Linked DNA regions of Mus musculus: all the other regions are linked to region 2. A link is a contact called in public ChIA-PET and Hi-C data. All regions are on one chromosome and are shown on one strand. The core of a region is the stretch at or near the end of the contact, and the rest is flanking DNA. Distances in the headings are between cores, read along the strand shown.

Region 1 (3,460 bases), core at 189-2,688, 81 kb before region 2:
TTGTTCTTGAATGCAAGAACACATGTAACTGTTTTGGCAGATTTGTCTAAAGGACAGTGATAAAAATCTAGTGCTATATTACTGAGTCATATTGTGAGGAAATTATGAATGATTCAAGAACTAAAATACTTCATTTTTGCATACTTGCTTTTCTTCCTTTGATAACATACATTAATCATCCATCCAACTTATTAAATTATCAAGCTGACCCCAAAACAATGGATAGATAGGAATACTTACTCTGGTTGGCAAGGAGTTTTTCCAGAGACTGAGACCACTGCATTACTTCTTCAGCAGAAAGTCTACAGTTAACAAAAATAATCTAAATTAATAAACTAGTTTTGGAAATCCCACTTGATTTAATAATGGCTACTACATATTGATAACTAAAATTTTTTGTTATGACTTCTATTATTACTTTTATGAATAAAGTTCCTTTTAATCACCATAGTTATGAAAAAAATCTGTCAAGACAGTTAAAATCTAAGTGGATAAATTAGAAAAACACAAATAGAAAACTGATGTGGACATATTAATAATTAATGTTCATTGGCTCTAATATGGGCTAATCTTGTTTGGCTTGTTACCTAAAAGAAATTAACTCCATTGCATGCAGTATTTTTATATGCCTTTTTAAAGTCCAAGGCTTCACTCAAGTCCCCTGCCCATCCCCCTGTCTCAACCTCCAAGTACTGGAATTACAAGAGTAAGCTGGCATGCCTAGACACATGAAGTATCAGTATCATTTGAAGACAACAGTTAGCTTCTAGGATGCTTAGACACTTAGAATATTTCAATATATTCAGTACATACATGTCTTTGGACTTGGCCGATTTCATCCCAGATTCCAGATGTGGGATCATCGATCTCAGGTATGTTTTCACGTCCATTCCACTACAAAAGACACCAAAAATTCATAATTCTCTACAAGAGTTCCCCTTATCTATGAAAAGAACATGAAGCAAACATATCTGAGGAGGAAGGTAATAATAAGACTAGCTAACACAATATTTTAGTATGTTAAAATAGAACTCATTTTTATGAACAACGTCTAGAAAGATTTCCCCAGACTTTCTGGTAACATGATTTATTTTCCAATAAAACTGACTCTCACTTATAAGTCACAGGAGGTAATTGCTCCGCTCTCCATAAACCAAATGCCAGCACTCACGTCCACTTATTCCTACTCCTTTGGCCATAAAAGATAATCAAAGAGACACACTGAAGGAACTTACAAAGTCTTTGGCCTTTTTTTCTGCTTTTTGTCGTCTAGAAGAGAATGGCTGTGTTCTTTCGAATCCTTTGGGCTAGCAGAAAAGAACATTCCTGGCATTTTGTTCAACCTTGGCATGGAGATGGCTGCCGCTCTCATGGTCTTCTCAAAACGAGTGAGTGTCTGTTAGTCTACGACTGCTGCTTTATATAGCGTAAGGCAGACAGGGCACTTGCTGTTCAGGGAGTCTGTTTATCAAGTGATGTTACCACAGGCACGGAAGTTCCTCCTTTCTTGGTGTGTCGTGACGTGTATCTTGAAGAAAAAAAAGTGTACAGGGATGTCTTGTGGTTGAAACTCAACTGAATGAGAGCAGGTCATTTGATTAGGAAGGCAGGAACAAAATTATGCACACACATGCACAAACACACACACACACACACACACACACACACACACACACACAGACACACACAGATATATAGAAGGGGGCCATACACATCTCTGGAGGAAAGGAAGTATCAGCCTTTAGTTTGAGTTAAAACTTTCTTTTTTTTTTCCCTTGAAAACTATATGTTCTGGTCAATGTTACATTTGCTATATTTTCTGTATCACGCAGAAATTCAACAGTAGAGTCCTATCCCTCCCTTCACCTTGATGCTTGGGGTAGTTCTGGAGTATAAAATCATCTGATCACAATGTTTTTTCTCCTTTCTTAAAAATTAAAAGTAGATTTCCTTGTCATATAGTATACTCTGATTACAGCCCCCCCCCTTTAGTTTCTTCTGGCTTCTTCACAATATTTTAAGAGTTCTTCACCACTGCCACCCATATGAAGCAGTATAAGATTAATGTTTTTTTTATACTGACTACTCTGTATCTATCTGGTAAGATGGAGACCTATGGGAGGCTGTCTACACCACTGTGGTGTCTGGAATCTTGCCCATCATTTCCATCACAAGGAACATTCTTGTTAGAATTTTCCAAGGTGTGTACAAAATATTCTACCAGTGACACATAAGATGACCTTAAGGAGCATTCTGTTTTTTAATGCTACTTCTATAATTAGACTATAAGTGATGTGTCACTGTAATTGTGTTCAATAATTAAGATGGCATGGTAAAATTAAAGAAAACCTATGAATAAAAGTGTACCTAACATACAGACCTTACATAATGATAAAGATACCAATCTTTAAAAATAAAGTATCTGAGGGAAAATTCAAAGTAAACTCAGAATTTGTTTGAATAAGTCAATCATTTGTACTAGTTAGGATATAATAATTGAATTTTTTGAAATATCTCCAGAGAGGAAAAATCTAGCTTTAATTGAGATGATTACATTACAAAAATCATTACTCATTGATAAAAATCATGTATCAGAGCAGAGATATTAATGCAATATAACATCTTACAGAGTTTATACAAGATGCATACTATGGCACTTTATAGGATGGCCAACTTTACTTTGGGCAGATTGAATTTTGCCTCTCAATAGAGGGTAGCCTTTATCATAGAAACTTTTGGTGGAATTAGGTAAATTTGACTTAAAAAAAAGAGAGGCATATTAATTTTTCTTTGTCCTTTTTAAAAAATCAGTATGATACACAAAGTCTGTAGTAAACATTTATAGTATTACAACATTCACTATGGTTACGAATGGCTATTTCATACATTGCTATCATCTGATGTTTACCAGATAACATGATTCATTTAAGAAAGAGAAGTAGTGAGATGAGCTGGCCACTTTGAAAGTGACCCAAACAAAACCGATGGGCTGTGACAGTTGACGTAAAGATGTGTGTTTGTTTACTTCCTGTGGTCCAGCTCAGACTTACTTTCCTGTTAAAATCTTTCACCGTTTCTCATGTTTGTTTATTGATAAACTTCCACTCCTGTGGATAATGTGTGTAAGTTAAATGCTTGAGAAACACAATTTAAAGGTTATTTTAATGAACCATGGTTACCTGTTATCAATACACCCTGGCAATTTCCAAAAACTGTGCAAGAACTATTCCTTTGGATGTTACAAGCATCAGAAGAGTCAGTAGAAGCAGCAGAGTATATAGCACCAGATATGTTTGGAATATGTGAGATTTTTAGTATTTTGCAGAACCATAGCCTTTTTTTTTTTAAAGATAAGAAACATGGGTTTTTATTTGGTTAATTTTTACTAAAATAATATAAAATTAACAGGTCTCATTATGTCATTCCACACATACATTGTTCCCACTGCTTCTGCTTCCTT
Region 2 (3,277 bases), core at 404-2,903:
AGAAATAACACACAAAAAACAAAATTTATTAAATACATCCTGATCCACCTTAGTTGCTTTTGTTTTTGTTACAATGTATGAAAGTTGTACAATGTGCGAAGACCATGCCCCAACTCTGCAGCCCATCAGTTGTGAACCACTCTCAAATAGTGAGTGTACTGAAGTCCTATAAGCTGGTACAGTGTTTAAGGTGCCTGCTGAAAAGCCAGATGATTTGAGTTTGATTCCTGAGAAACATGTCCTCTGATCTGTCCATGCAAGCATCACACATATGAAACAAATCAGTTTTATATATGTATGATTTGTTTATATATACATATATATATTTAAACAATGACAACACTGGAGACAGCATTGTTTATGGGGATTCCTTGTCTATATCTGGCTTCAAGAAATCACAAAGGAAAACACGGATTCTGAAAAGTGAGGAGATTTCTCACCTCTAAACAAAGTTCTGAAAGAATGAACATAGTCTGTGATCATAATAACTTTGTTTTAGTGTAAAGTGAAATGAAATTTATGCAGAATGTCTTCAAATCATCATCATCATCATCATAATCATAATAAATAAGTATCAAGCAATCTATTTGACAAAAGTATTTGAAGAACTGCTGATCTTAGCTTAGTGGAGCTCATTCATCATTACCAAGCTTTGTGTCCTGATTTTGACTCCCGGTCTGTTCCTGGGACGCTGGCATCCTTCGAGCTTCTGGTGGTATCTAGTCAGCGGGCACTTTGATCCTTTGAAGGTGCCATGAGCCCTTAGGTGTGTGCCCACATTGTACTTTGATTCAACCTGAACTATAACCTGAAGCTCTCTCTTCTCTCCAGGGCACCTTTCTACACTGAAGTGAGTCTCATGTCTTTCCTAAAGTCCCTAAAGCTTTCTCTCCACTGCTTCTCTCCTCCTCTGTCTTTTCTTACACACCCTTCATCTGTTGGTTCTCTCTTTCTCTGGCAATCAAAAGCAGTTTCTTTCTGAATTGATCAAATTCATGGTTACTGCTACCCAACTATACAGAGATCTCTGGTTATCAGCCCTGGTCACTGCGGGCTCTATCACTGACTGCCTTCTTGCCAGTTTTTTGTTTGCTTGTTTGTTTGTTTGTTTTTGTTTTGTTTTGTTTTTTTTAATAGGCCTATAGATTACTTTGCTAAGAGCTTGAAAATTCACTAAGGTTTTAAGAGCACATTTTCTCTATCTTTTCATCAAAATATCTAAAACATTGTCATGCAAGCAATAGGTATAGGGCATATAATTCCATTGAGAATCATTTTGAGAGTTCACTTAAACAAAAGCTGCTGAATCATTTTCTCTCAATTGAATGATTTTCATCTCACATACTGAGAGATTCCATCCATGTAAGCTGGCATCTTTTGAATTTGTTTATTTTAAAAATATACAGACAGAAGCCCTGACACAGCCTACAGAAATGACCTCGTTAATGTGGTTGACCCAAGTTCCTTTGCTGTAATTTTGCAAAAGTTTTATATATTGCCTCAAGTAAAGTAAACTACTGCTGAAATGAGCAACATGTAGCTTTGCTGGTTAGTCAGCTCTCTTATTCCGGAAGCAGAGACTTCCACACTGGCTCATGTACATCCGCAAGTTGCAAGGGGAAGTTTTAGGTAAAGTGTCTCTGCCTGTATTCAACATGCGTGTCCCACATAACCACATGGTGCTTACAAAACCACCCATATCCGTTCTCATACACTATGTCTAGCCATCTCCGCATTCATCATTACTGACAGTTGTTTTCTTTCAAAAGCTTCTGAGTCCTTTTGTGGCCATGTGAGATGTGGTAGTTTGGGAGAAATGCCAATGCCACTTTAAAGGTAAACACTTCCAATGTAATGTTTACATACCACCAAAAAGAGTTCTTTCATGATATGCCTTTGCCTTTCTGCACACTTTGAGTTCTTCAAACGCAGCAGAGTCTCTTCATCCCCTTAAGCTCAGGGCCTGGGAGCTTGCAGGCACTGAGGAAATGTTCACTTAGGCAGTGTTTAAGGAAAGGGTAAAGAATTATCTGCCCCAGTACAGGGGAACGCCAGGGCCAGGAAGCGGGAGTGGGTAGGTAGGGGAGCAGGGCAGGGGGTGGGGGAGGGTATAGGGAGCTTTGGGGATAGTATTTGAATGTAAATAAAGAAAATATCTAAGAAAAAATAATATGGTAAAAATTAAAGAAAAAAAGAAAAGAAAAGGGTAAAGAAATGGAGGGAATATATCTGGGAAGGAGAAATTAACAGCAGTCCTCTAACCAAAAATCAATTGATAAATATTTGCAAAGTAACTGTATATAAGCCCTGCATTTCAGAAACTAAGCAGGGATACATGGTGGTAGAGTTCCCTTTATATTTTCTTTATAGCCTAACTGAAAATAAAAGCAAGTAAGACAAAGATAGAAAAAAGAATTTCATATATTCCTGTTTTCTTTACTGAGTTCAGGTCTTACAAAGATGCTCTTACAATATGGAGTATATGTTGCCATAGATAGAACGAACTGTTACTGCGTTTTATTTATTTATTTATTTATTTATTTATTTATTTACACTCCACAGTTTATTCTCCTCACCCCGTCCACCCTCTGACTCTTCCATATTTCATATCTCCTCTTCATCCCCCTGTCTCCACGAGGATGTCTCCACTACCCACCTTCCACCCACCCAGACCTCTAAACTTCCTGGGTCCCCCAGTCTCTTGAGGGTTAGGTGCATCTTCTCTGACTGAACCCAGACCCAGCAGTCCTCTGCTGTGTATGTGTTAGGGGCCTCATATTAGTTGTTGTATGTTGCCTGGTTGGTGGTCTAATGCTTGAGAGATCTTGGGGGTCCAGGTTAATTGAGACTGCTGGTCCTCCTACAGGATCGCCCCCCTTTTCAGCTTCCCTATTTCAACCACAGTGGTCAGCTTCTGTCCATTGGTTGGGTACAAATATCTGCATCTGACTCTTTCAGCTGCTTGTTGGGTCTTCCTGAGTGTGGTCATGCTAGGTCCCTTTTTGTGAGGCTCCATAGCCTCAGTAATAGTGTCAGGTCTTGGGACCTCCCCTTGAGCTGGATCCAACTTTGGACCTGTCGCTAGACTTTCTTCCCCTCAGGCTCCTATCTGTTTTTATCCCCACAGTTCTTTCAGACAGGAACAAATATGGGTCAGAGTTTTGACTGTGGGATGGCAACCCCTGTGTTTAGCTTCTTTTAGTTTTTTTTTTTAATTGTTTTACTTATCTACATCAAAGTGCTGCCCCTTTCCTGTCACTCCTGTTTAGTAGACACT
Region 3 (3,282 bases), core at 280-2,779, 120 kb before region 2:
ATATATTAAAATCTTGTATTCATGTTCAGATCATGGAGAAATATCTTCCTTTAAAAAGTGGTATGAAAATGAATAAGGTTGTTTTATCATATAATGATGAAATTATGTGACTAATCGAGAAAGGAATATACACAAACAACATGGTCAGGAGAGACGTGAGCCTGAGTGCCGAGAAAGTCATTGCATTTTGCTAGACTCTTCTGCTCTCGATCCTTGTCACACTCTTACTGGGGTCTGACTAAAGGAGACACTTTCTAGAGACAGTGACACCAGAGGACCAGGCTTTGGGACCAGAGGGGGCACAAGACTTTGGGTTGTGAATCCAATAAAGAACAGATCTATAAAATACCTTCGCATACATCTGTTGTATTATGTGGAAGAATAATTTTAGGTATTTTGCAAAATTCTGGGGGAGTATACCAGAATCAATGGGCATTAAAAACAGAAGTAGTTCTTAGCAACCAGTGCCAGTGTAGAATTGTAGGTGCTGGTTAAAGGGGGAGAAGGAGAACAAAGCACAGTTCCCATCCTGACCAGGTGAGGCTGTGACATTTAAATGAATGCCAGAAGGGGGCTAATATGCTCTGGGAAGGATTCATGTAACAGAGCAAGAACTAGTAGAAGTTGTGGGGGTGGGCACATCATTTACAACCATTATTATTGTGTGTATTTGAGTGGACTTTCTCATCCCTAGTCTGAGGAAAACATACTTTGTCTTTAATATATGTTCTGGTGGCTATAAACGCTCACAGGCAGAGAATCAGAATCTCTTAAAGTGTTTTCTTACAGGTTTGTAAGTTTATGCATGCCATTAATATTCTTTATTGTCAATTTATGATCTATTGGGATTACATAAGGCTTTCAATTAATTTCTTTTTAACACACAAAATAATTAAGCAACCAATAGCCTTAGGTACTTCCTTTTAGCCAGTGACTAAATGGTCTTATTTATAAAATGTATTCTGTGGGTGGCAGTAAAAACGGAATCTGAGAGGGAAAGAGGGGTGGTTAACACCCCTGAAAGATCATCGCCTTCCTTTGGTTTATAATGAACTCAAGGGGAAATGATGCCTCATCCCCTGTCCTTTACTCTTTCCAGACGTTTCTCAATGGCTAGCGCTTTCTTACCTTTTGAATAACTACAGAGGCAGGGAAGGAGTCATGCAGCCTATGGTTACATCCTGTGGAGATGAGAGTGATGGCGATTGTGGTCATTTGGGGTAGTGGGGTAGTTACATGTGACCTCATGTCTCTCATCTACTGATGGCTCGGGAGGCTGTCTGGCCACTGAATACATTCAACGGAAAAACCTCTTGTAGGTTATGTGAAAAGAAAGACAGTTTTGAGTAATTAAGCTATAGAAAAAGTCAAACAACATTAAAAGAAGTAAAGACACCCCTGTCCCCCAAAATAATCTGTATTCTAGTCCTGGCTTATTTAGCATATGGTGGGTGAATCATAGAAGCTCCCACCTCCATCCCCATCTCTCAAAGTCTTCATTTTATTTCCTGTATATAGGAACAGAGTTTCCCAATGTCCCTCTTTGTCTCATTTTGGGTTATAACAATGCCCTCCAGTGGTTGCTGTCAATATCATACAATAACCTACAAGCATTTCACAAAAAGTCTGCCTTCAAATACTTCTAGTTTCTAGTAAAAATAACAGATTTTAAAAATATCATTGTATATTTTTTCCTATCCATGTCTAAAATATTCTCATTTGTTAACAATAGTAGAAAAAAGTATGCATAAGTAAATAAAGCCACTTGTGCCCTATTAAATAAACTGCTTTGCCCAGAACCTATAACAAGTCCTAAGTTATATGGCTAATGTGACTTAGAACCAAGTTTTAAAAGTTTCCATTTCTGAACTATTTCTGAAATGATCCCTTGTGGCAAACTGTTAATTATCATAAGAGTTACACTGTCTGTTCACAAGGGGTAGCTACTCAGATTCTTTATGCTTCTTGACTCTCACAGCAGGGTCCTTCAGAGTACTCTTAATGGAGAAAAGATGACCTCCTCATATCCTTTACCCTTCTTCTTTTTTAATTTAACATACCTGATTAGCAATAAATGACAGTGGTGGCCTTTTGGAGACAGTTGGGTAATATCCTTTCTTTCTTTCTTTCTTTCTTTCTTTCTTTCTTTCTTTCTTTCTTTCTTTCTTTCTTTCTTTCTTTCTTTCTTCCTTCCTTCCTTCCTTCCTTCCTTCCTTCCTTCCTTCCTTCCTTCCTTCCTCCCTCCCTCCCTCCCTCCCTCCCTCCCTCTCTCTCTCTCTTTCTTTCTTTCCATTTCAAATATTATCTCCTACAGAAGCCCCCCCCCCCCCCATCTCATCCCCCTCCCACTGCTTCTATGAGGGTGTTCCCTCACTCATCCACCAACCCACTCCTGCCTTCCTACCCTGGCATTCCCCTTCGCTGGAACATCCAGCCTTCACAGGACCAAGGACCTCTCCTTCCATTTATACCTAACAAGGTCATCTTCTGCTACATATGCGGCTGGAACCATGGGCCACTCCATGAATACTCTTTGGTTGGTTGTTTAGTCTCTGGGAGCTCTTGGGTGGTTCTTGTTGGTTAGTATTGTTGTTCTTCCTATGGGATTGCAAGCCCCTTCAGTTCCTTCAGTCCTAGCCATTAAAAGCTAGGCTCACAGCCCAAAATATATCACTCTTTGTTTTTTAAAATTGGGTATTTTCTTTATTTACATTTCAAAAGTATTTCCGTTCTATGAGGGTGTTCCTCCACCCACGCACCCACTGCCACCTCCCCACCCTCGATTCCCCTACACTGGGGCATCTATTGAGCCTTCGTAGGACCAAGGACCTCTCCTTCCACTGATGCATGACAAGGCCATCCTCTGCTACATATGCAGCTGGAGCTATGTGTACTCCTTTGTGATGGCTTCGTCCCTGAGAGTTCTGGAGGGTCTGGTTGGTGGATATTGTTGTTCTTCCTATGGAGTTGTAAACCCCTTCAACTCTTTCAGTCCTTTTTCTAACTCCTCTATTGGGGACCCTGTGGTCAGTCCAATGGTTGGCCTCTGTATTCATAAGGCTCTGGCAGGACCTCTCAGGAGACAGCCATATCAGGCTCCTTTCAGTAAGCACTTCTTGGCATCCACAATAGTGTCTGGGTTTGGTAACTGTATATGAGATGAATTCCCAGGTGGGACAGTCTCTGGGTGGCCTTTCCTTCAGTCTCTGCTTAACACTTTATCTCCATATTTGCTCCTGTGAGTATTTTGTTCTCCTTCTAAGAAGGACCAAAGCACCCACA

What was found. A called contact is a pair of places that touch in the nucleus more often than the background predicts. ChIA-PET counts read pairs in DNA pulled down with a chosen protein or histone mark.
Region 1: a contact with region 2 is called in an RNA polymerase II ChIA-PET map of effector CD8 T cells, with 105 read pairs. The contact joins the promoter of Rgs1 here to the enhancer-like site in region 2. A contact is called at or near these places in 1 of 39 promoter capture datasets (macrophages), 2 of 15 datasets of contacts at CTCF or cohesin (CD8 T cells and pro-B cells), 6 of 484 Hi-C or Micro-C datasets (CD4 T cells, the G1E-ER4 cell line, LSK cells and 3 more), 11 of 115 datasets of contacts at active chromatin or transcription factors (the 230-238 cell line, CD8 T cells, the HPC-7 cell line and 5 more) and 3 of 9 other capture datasets (adipose tissue, liver and macrophages).
Region 3: a contact with region 2 is called in a Hi-C map of the HPC-7 cell line, with 3 times the contacts expected there. The contact joins two enhancer-like sites. A contact is called at or near these places in 1 of 15 datasets of contacts at CTCF or cohesin (CD8 T cells), 2 of 484 Hi-C or Micro-C datasets (the HPC-7 cell line and bone marrow-derived macrophages) and 5 of 115 datasets of contacts at active chromatin or transcription factors (CD8 T cells, the HPC-7 cell line, Th17 cells and 2 more).

What each region holds. Positions count from the first base shown.
Region 1 is chr1:144,247,666-144,251,125 of GRCm38.p6, forward strand. Rgs1 (regulator of G-protein signaling 1) reads right to left here and starts at 1,439. Exons shown (of 5, transcript NM_015811.2): 1 at 1,236-1,439; 2 at 814-894; 3 at 241-302. The coding sequence starts at 1,372.
Region 2 is chr1:144,328,893-144,332,169 of GRCm38.p6, forward strand. No RefSeq gene overlaps it. Among named protein-coding and RNA genes, the nearest start is that of Rgs1, 81 kb to the left of the region's middle. Within about 2 kb of position 1,654, at least 110 of the 459 cell types and tissues checked have an H3K27ac peak or open chromatin away from gene starts, as enhancers often do. A contact at or near this core is called in the 230-238 cell line, CD8 T cells, the HPC-7 cell line and 7 more, where this site is marked.
Region 3 is chr1:144,205,307-144,208,588 of GRCm38.p6, forward strand. No RefSeq gene overlaps it. Among named protein-coding and RNA genes, the nearest start is that of Gm35415, 9.5 kb to the left of the region's middle. Within about 2 kb of position 1,530, at least 14 of the 459 cell types and tissues checked have an H3K27ac peak or open chromatin away from gene starts, as enhancers often do. A contact at or near this core is called in CD8 T cells, the HPC-7 cell line, Th17 cells and 1 more, where this site is marked.